2 separate regions of the Triticum aestivum genome follow, and region 1 is linked to region 2. Evidence: chromatin contacts called from public Hi-C data. All regions are on one chromosome and are shown on one strand. Each heading gives the region's core, a stretch centred on a gene start, on an enhancer-like site or on the middle of the called end of the contact. The rest is flanking DNA. Distances are from core to core; before and after follow the strand shown. Region 1 holds the start of LOC123161689 (ent-kaurene oxidase 2). Region 2 holds the start of LOC100146092 (V-type proton ATPase subunit B 1).

Region 1 (4,566 bases), core at 1,041-3,540, 550 kb after region 2:
CGTCAAATTTTCGATATAGCAATTATTGCTTCCAGAATTTGGTAAAATTACTGTTTAGAACAATATATTGCGGTAAAACTACTTCTGTTCAGAATGCTCCTGTTTCATACCTACAGTAGCTGCCATTTGATATAAAACAAATAGTAATTGATTTGTGCGTCCTATGCATAACACGTATAAAGCAATTGTGCTGTCATATAGCAGGGAACATGCCTTGTCAAATACCCCGTCCGATCCAAAATAAGTGTCGTGGTTTTAGTTCCATGACACTTATTTTGGATCGGAGGGAGTAGCTATTATCAGATGTGTTTGATAAGCATGATTTCGAAATCTACTGTGACTGAGAGAGGAACCTCTCAACTCGTTGTTTTAACCAGTTGCTATCCGGGAACTTCACTCTCCAGGCCAAAAGTAAATAGGAACCGACAGAAACTGTGACAGTCAAGAGAAGCATTCCATTTCATACCCCCCTCCCGCCCAAATAAAATAAATTGTTTGCTGAACATGTATATGCATATATCACATTTATTTTGGAGAGGACATATATATCACACGAATTTGCAAAAGTTCAGAACAGTATGTGTTCCGTAGGAGTCGGGGAATTCCTTTTAGTTATTCCAAACGGGGCGGTCGAGTGCTTGCATAAAAGCACATGAAAATGAGAAAACGTCTCAAGTTGTTTCTATCGGGCGGATTTGTTTTCTCTTGTTTTAATAAAAATAGTAAAAGTTCACAGCTGTAGACAGCTCAGGAATATAGCTATAAGTGAACCTATCATTTATGACAGTAACATCTCATTGCTTCTTTTCAATCAATTGTGTAGCTTTCCATCTTTGAGCTTATGGAGCACTTTTCCATGTGAAAGTGCCAACCGGACTGCTCACAGCCCATGCATGGGGACCAAAAGGGGCTTGGAAATTGGATTAGAAAAAAAGGGATCTTCTTGGAATGGTGGGAAGTAAAAGATTCTTCATGTTGACATGTTCTTATGTCTAGGGAGTTGGTCATGAAAAGCTAGCAAGGTGTTATTTTCCAAATGACTTGTGCATAAATCTGCAAAAGAAATAAACAAAAAATAGTTCCTTCGTTCATAAATGGATGTCGTTTTGGACATTGACAGGATTTCCAGCATACACCTTTAACCGTTATTTTTTATATGTATATATTAGTATAGAGTTAAAACAATTATATTATGGAATTATCTTTCATCACAAATCTAAAAATACTGTTCCAGCCTTACAGCCAGTTTTTAATATTAGTATAGGGTGTGGCTAGATCTTAGTCGATTAAGACTTAACCAAGTCTTAGTCAAGTGATAGAACCTATAAAAAGATAAAAGAAAAAATTTAAAAGAAATTTTGCACGGAACTTCATGTAAGATCTTACAAATATAACATCGACTGAGACTTGGTTAAGTCTTAGTAGACAGAGATTTAGCAATCCCGTTTTGTTACAAAATTGCAGAAGTTTGACTGCACGCTTTCATACATCTACGAATGGAGATAATAAAAGATAAAAGATATAGCAAGTATTTAAAGGTTTTGCCCAGAATAAGAAAGAAGCATGTATAAGCATTAATTGCTTAAGATTCAAAATGTCTAAATTCGCAGATCACTTATTTGGAAGAGGTGATCATGCTTATCCAGAAGCCTATAAGAATTCAAAACCAATATTTGACAATAAGAAAAAAAAATCTTAGATCTTGTAAATTTGGTTGAGCTTGATCTTGAAGTTTTATGGACTTACGACAAGCTGTATATATTTTTAATAAAAGTTTATAAACTTCTACATGTGCATGATTTCCACGGTGAGGATCAATTCTCACTTGATAAACATCTACTGTACCTGAACACATACAAATAATTCAAGAATATCCTACAGGAACCTAAGGAAAATTGTGGCATAAAAAGCCCAAGTATGGCACGCTCTGCTACATGTATACGAGCATACATACAACATGGGAGAAAACATGATGCATTTAGACGATATTGGGTGGGAGGGTCTTCACCTGGGGGCGCGTTGGTGCGGCCCGTCCCGACGACGCCGGCCTTGGCGGCGAGCGCCGCAGCCGCGGCCAGCCCGCCGACGGCCGCGGCAGCGGCAGCGACCGCGCCTCCTCCGCCGGCCGGGAGCGCCGCAAGCAGGGACTCCATGGGGGTCGCTCGGGCGCGCGCGGCGTGGGGTGGGAGAGGAGGAAAGGAGACTCGGGCAGTGGCGGTGGCCGTGCGTTCGGCGTGCGCGCCTTGAGTTTTAGTAGGACTGTAGGAGTGAGGCGAAGGGGAAAGCGACAAGGGTCGGGGCAGAGGCATATGGGCGCGGAGCGGAAAAGGGATGCCGGCCGTCGCTCTATTTGTGCCGACGTGGGCGGATGGCACGTGGCCAATTCAGCTGCGACGTCTGGATGCAGTGGTGAGGCGGTCAATGTGGCAAGTTTTTTTTTAGGGAGTTATAATGTGGCGAGTTTTATTAGGCTGGTCACAATGGGTAAGAACATAAGCTAGTAACTTACACACTTTTCTAGATTATGTTACTACCTCAGGCTGCTCATACTGGGAGTAACATAGGTAGTAACTTAGATGCCACATAAGCAAAAATGATAAGGTGGCAAGTAGTTAATGAGGAAAGAGGCAAATAGAGTAACCTCACATAGCGCTTTCCAATGCAAAATGAGTCTACAGAATAATAAATAAAGACATCTATGTTACCACATATATGATACTACCCACTATGAAGGTAGTAACATAGACTAGTAACATATGCATGTTACTAGTCTAAGTTACTCTCCACTATGACCAGCCTCATAGTGGGTAGGAACATCTATGTAGTGTCATACAACAATGTATTTATTAGGTTATAGACTCATTGTTTATTGGAGTGTGTGATGTTCTGGTAACTTAGCTAGTTACCACAAGCACCTCTCTCTTCATTGAATACGTGTCACATAAGCAAATTGTATTGGAGTGTGTGATGTTACTCCTAAGTCCTCCTCACTGTGACCAGCCTTAGCATGGCAAAGAGTAACTTTCCAAGATTTTATTTAGGAAAAAATCCATTCTGTTAGCTAAATCAAACCCTCAACTCCCAATCCTGGTCGTTGGCACACTGACTTCATCATTTCCGGTCCAAATCAAACCCTTGAGTCGTTTGGTGCACCCGAAAAGTGACGATCCTGAAACTACATCTCTCACGTCACTCCTTAGGTGGGCCGGCTAGCCTAAAAAATAGTCACATTTCTAACCGATTTGAACAAATGGGCATGATTTTTAAAAACGTTCGTAAATTAAAAAACTGCTTGGAAATTAAAAAAATTATCAAATACGGAAAATCTTCAGGAGCTTAGAACAATGTCTGTGACCTGAAAAATGGTCGCCAATATGAAAAATGTTCAGAAATAAAATATATTCTCAAATACGAAAAATATTCAGGAGTTTGGCAAAATGTTCGCGAACTGTTTTTTTTATTTGAGAAAATACTCGGAAATAAAAAATATTCTGAAATTTTGAAATTTTTTAGGAGTTTGGAAAAATGTTCGGAAACAAAATATATTCTCAAGTACAAAAAATCTTCGGGAGTTTGAACAAATGATCGTAAACAGATTTTTTTGGCAAATTTGAAAAAAAGCACGGAAATAAAATATATTCTCAAATACGAAAAATCTTCAGGAGTTTGGAAAAATGATCGTGAACTGATTTTTTATTGCAAATTTGAAAAAAGCTCGGAAATAAAATATATTCTCAAATACCAAAAAATCTTCTGGAGTTTGGAAAAAATGATCGTGCACTGATTTATTTATATATTTTTGCAAATTTGAAAAACAAACTCAGAAATAAAATATTCTCAAATTTTGAATTCTTTTCAGGAGTTTGGGAAATGTTCGCAAATCTTAACAAAAATTCAGAAATAAAATACATTCTCAAATACGAAAAATCTTCAGGAGTTTGGAAAAAATGTTCATGAACAGATTTATTTTGGAAGCTTGAAAAGATGCTAGGAAATAAAAAATCAAATATTGAATTTTTTTCAGGAGTTTGCAAAAATGTTTGTAAACTCAAAAATATTGGATTTTGAATTTGAAAAATTGTTCATGAATTTGAAAAAAGATCACAACTCAAAAAATGATAAAAAGTTCACAAACTAAAAAATGTTGGTGAATTTAAAAAGTGTTCATGAATTAAAAAATGTACTGGCGGGAACTAGCAATGTCATTTGCATTCTACAATCCAGACAAATATGTTCTACCCTACAGATAACCATGGAAAACAGGAAAAATAAAACGAACCAAATGAGCACTACGAACGCAGTAACCAACAAATCCAACTACAAGAACTAAACAGAACGAAGAACATGCTTCAGATCTGAAAGGAAGGCACTTACCCAATCAGAGCGTCCATCGTTGGCGTTGTGTTCCCTTGTTGGTCACCGCCGCCACAACCATCGTCGCCCTCCATCCGCAGCAGTTGTGTCCTATCCGCGGCACAGCATCACACAGAGTCAGAACAATGGAATCTCCACCACGGCGGCCATTGATCTGGAGCTTTGCTTGTCGGAGATCGAAGGCTCTAGGGT
Region 2 (4,613 bases), core at 2,029-4,528:
AAGGTTATACAATTTTATCAATCCTTCCCTTATAAAATCATTAGTTATTCAGGTCACTGGCAAAACATCAGGACAAGAAGTACTCCAAGGAAGAGCTAACTGATTGGAAAATAAACTTCAATGGAATCATGCTCTAGTTGATGAAATATAAAGGGCAATACCTCACGAAGTGCATCTGCATATGAACTCATATCTGTCAAGATGACAAGAACGTGCTTCCCACATTCATATGCCAAATATTCTGCTGTTGTTAGCGCAATACGAGGGGTGATGATACGTTCGATCGTGGGATCATTTGCCTACAAGACAAACAGGAGCAGAGTGTTAAATTATGTTTTGTTTGGCATTGCCCAAGTCAAATCTTGTTTAGGAGACAACTAAAATACTATCAAGTATAAATTATAGCAATATATGCAGTAACATTTTTTGCCTTGCGGTAGGAAAAAGTCTGGTTAACAAGTAGAATGTAAATACCAAGTTCAGGAAAAGGGTGACCCTCTCCATTGAACCATTCTCTTCAAAATCGCGTTTGAAGAATTGGGCTGTCTCCATGTTCACTCCCATAGCAGCAAACACAATAGCAAAATTGTCATCTTCACCACCACCCTAGTACATCAAAGAAATCAGATCAATCAACAAGCAATGATTTGGCCACGATTGACAAAATGGTCTCTTTCAAAGAGATGGTTACCTCTGCATGCTTTCCTTTCTCCAGCCTCTTGACAAGACCAGCCTGACGACAAATCTGAGCAGCGATTTCATTATGAGGAAGACCAGCAGCAGAAAAGAGAGGAATCTTTTGCCCTCGAGCAATGGAGTTCATGACATCAATTGTAGATATGCCTGTTTGAATCATCTCCTCTGGGTAGGTTCTCTCACTTGGGTTGATAGAACTTCCTGAAATAAGTAACAATACATAACTATCAGAAGTAAAAAATGATTACAGTTTAACACCATTCATAGTTCTAATTTTGTCCTATAAAGAATACTGAACATACAATTAACCATGAGGCTCTTAAATAACAGTGTCCTTCAACTGAGAAAGCACTTACCGGAGATATCCAAGTAGGCCTCAGGCAATATCGGGGGGCCATTATCAATAGGTTTTCCAGAGCCGTTAAAAATGCGTCCAAGCATATCAAGTGAGACAGGAGTTTTCAGGACCTGTCACAGAAGCAGCATACCATAAGTAGGCAACAAAAAGTGGCAGCTTGTCATGTTCATATACAAACAAGAAGGAAGACAATATTATTTTAAATTTCATTCTCATAGTTCAGCATGGGCTTCTCCATGTTATTCAGTTCCAGTGATATGCAGTTGCGGTGCCTCCTTAATCAACAATAAGCATGACTTAACAATTTCAAGAATGAATGTCCTCATCATCAGTTCATCATATACTAACAGTGGCCAACCGAAAGCTTCCTTTTAGAGAGAATTTAGATAGTAAAAAGACAAGAAGAGCTTGTGGATAATGGGCATTTACCTCGCCTGTGAACTGAACAGTTGTGTATTTGTTGTCTATTCCTGAAGTGCCTTCGAAGACCTGTATAATCAATCAAGCCGTTCAGATAAACATAGCTAACGGCAGTCTAAAGTTTACTCGAAAATGAAATTAAACCAACCATATTACTAAATCAAATCAGAACATAAAATGGTATTATTTCAGAAAGAGACTAGATTGAACATTTTTTTCGTCAAAACAATGCAGGAGAGAATATTAATTAACCTGCACAACAGCCTTTTCACCATCAACTTCCAGAACTTGACCACGCCGAGTGGTGCCATCTCCCAATCGGATGTTTACAATCTCCTGGTATTTTGGGCCCTATATGCCATAATGACAATAATGAAATAGTAAGAAAAGGGAACTGCTAGAATAATCCGGTAAAAAATGTGGGAATATGCTAAGAGATGTTCAAATTAGAAAAGCATACACACCTTTACTTTGTCCAAGATAACCAGAGGTCCTGCCACACCAGAAACTGTCCTGTACTCTGCATAAGTAAATTGTTTAGTAAGCACCGTCTTTGTTCGGTCGTCTGGAAAGAATGCTTTTCTAGCAGCAGCACTAGTATGTGCACTTTGACAGTATGCCGTTGACAACAATGAATTGTACTTAGCGGAATGCACCTTTTGTTATAAATGAAGTTTCCAAAAAGGCTAACATTAGAAGAAAAATGAACGATAGTCTAAAATAATTGGCATAGTGCAAGACCTGAAGGAACATAATGTTGCATAGTTAAAAATAAACTGCAAAGCTACAAAAAGCAAACTTCGTCTACAATTTGATTAGGTCCCTCTCTATTGGAACACTATGGATTTCCAGCAAAAGCTCTGTGGCTTTTTTATATTATTATATCAAATGGTCCCTTATCTTGTAGCCTAAGCTCATTTACACATAGTCAGCATCTCAAACTTCCTATCCAAAGCTGGCGTGACAATGCAAGTGCTGACGGGCTGCAATGGCAGTTACCCGACGACAACAGGCAATGGCGCAACATAACCACTGCTGGGCACACAAAACTAAAGCATAAGGAGACACTAAACGAGACGTGTTCAATTACTCACCTATGCCGATCTCCAGGGTTCCCTCCTCCATGTCGGCGCCCTCCTTCACCAGACCCATGCTGAACCCAACGAAGAGCAACCTGCGGAGAGCATCACGAACCGCGCCATCAGAATCAGCAGACAAAGCGATCCGTGCTTCTCCAAACAACGCGCGGACAACCCCGATCCCGCCGACAAAAAAAAAATTACACAGCAAGCTGTCTGCCAATCGCGCCCGCTGCTCCCAATTCAGGCGCGACAACCGAGACGCGGGGCCTCCGCCCGACCCCTGGACCCAGATCTAGGCATTGGGGGCAGATCTCGATCTCGATCTCGGATTCGACACCCGTAAGCGTGGCGGGACGAACCTAGCCTCCCCGCGCGCGGTGGGGGGAGATTGGCTGCCCGAGGCGCGAGGCGAGCGAGCTTCGGCACGGGACCAGGGTGTGGAAGGTTCGAGAGCTGGGGAGGGAGCGTACCTCGGGTCGGGATCGGTGGGAGGCGGCGAGAAGAGGGAGGTGGAGGTGGTGCTGGTGGATCGTGTGGGCGACGACGCAGCTGGGAGAAGAAGAGGCGGAGAGAGGAGGGGCAGACGGGAAATTAATGCAGGGAAACCCAATCGTTGAGGGAGGGGATACGGTACCGCTTTTGCGTGTCAGACCCTGCAGGAATACCGAATTTCTAAATACGCCCCGTGACAGGATCAGACATGAATCAGCCCGCCTCTAAAATTTTATCCTCCTTCAAAAATACTGTGTTCCTGTGTGGCTGTTTTTTCACAGTGGATTCTAATCCGGACTCAAGAATAGGAGGGTGAGAATATTACATTTTCCTTTGAGTTCGCTGTTCGCAAAGATGCGGTGGTCGAACGATGGGAATTGAACCTGTGCATATATATAAATTCACATATATTGAAACACTTGGTTCAGCCGCTTGCCGCTTTTTCAACAGGTCATCGTCGCCTACTCCTAAAAGATACACTACCAATGTACTGTACTACCAAAAATGCTCTCTGCATAATGTCATGTTTTCTGAGACAGAGAGGGGCCGGTAAACAATGTCCAAAATTATTTGGATCCACTTCTTGCAATAAAATAAAATTATTAAGCTGCTGGTGGACCACGGGATGGGATGATATCATGTCGTCACGGGACCATTTGCTCCCTGGCTTATGTGTTCTCCAAAGGCCATGACTTCAGATAAGGGTGATACGAGCAAGTCTGATATGGTTTGGTTACAGGTTCTTTTTGTAAATGTGCCCTAATTCAATTAGACCAAAGCAGAACATATGCTAGCATGTGGCTCTACATGCTTCCCCTCGGGGCAAGGAACAAATTTAGAATCCGTCTTCCCTTGTTTAACCTTGAGCAAACTGCAGAATCCCTTGGTCATGAGGTATGCTGATATAAGAGCATGTATGTTTTTGCGGAAAACAGTTAAATTCCTATAGAAACCGAGAGTTTGTCAAGGTTCTAAATTTAGTTTGTGAGACGTACCTTCGAATAATATTTCTCGAAAAGTAGTAAATTTTGTCAAATAATTTATTTTCGCAAGTACGCAAAGCTTGCGTATCTTTTCATTGATAAAAGAAAACAGAATGAGTGGGTCGGTCCTGATCACTGTGCGGTCTTGCTTGTGTTTGTGCTGTACTCTGGAGCTTCGGCCTCTTTCTCTTTCTATTAAGATCTGGCAAAGCTCTTGTTGTTGCCTGTCAAAAAATAGATATTTCCAGCACCCTGTAACTTGTCACGTTCAAATTCGACAATTCTGTCATTGTTTTGTCTGATTGCGATGTGCTGCCACGTGGATGGTCAGGCTAGGGTTACGTGTCTACCTCCATTGTCTATACTAGATCAGATGTTTGGCGATTCATATTGTTTTGCGGAGTGTCGACTTATACCACGTGGACAACTAGTGCAGTGCGGGGACATTCACTAGTAGAAAAAGAGGCTTCCGTCCAGCCCCATTAGTCGCGAAACTGTAGGAACCGCGACTAATGAAGTCTTTAGTCGCGGTTCGGCAGATGAACCGCGACCAAATGCCTGGGCCCAGGGCGCTCGCGGGCT

What was found. A called contact is a pair of places that touch in the nucleus more often than the background predicts.
Region 1: a Hi-C map of leaf shows a contact between it and region 2, with 5 times the contacts expected there. The contact joins the promoter of LOC123161689 here to the promoter of LOC100146092 in region 2. A contact is called at or near these places in 2 of 5 Hi-C or Micro-C datasets (both in leaf).

Annotation. Positions count from the first base shown.
Region 1 is chr7B:493,106,837-493,111,402 of IWGSC CS RefSeq v2.1, forward strand. LOC123161689 (ent-kaurene oxidase 2) reads right to left here and starts at 2,291. Exons shown (of 8, transcript XM_044579499.1): 1 at 2,009-2,291. The coding sequence starts at 2,153.
Region 2 is chr7B:492,551,586-492,556,198 of IWGSC CS RefSeq v2.1, forward strand. LOC100146092 (V-type proton ATPase subunit B 1) reads right to left here and starts at 3,279. Exons shown (of 15, transcript XM_044573769.1): 1 at 3,027-3,279; 2 at 2,569-2,648; 3 at 1,939-1,994; 4 at 1,727-1,825; 5 at 1,484-1,543; 6 at 1,053-1,164; 7 at 692-897; 8 at 475-606; 9 at 162-299. The coding sequence starts at 2,626.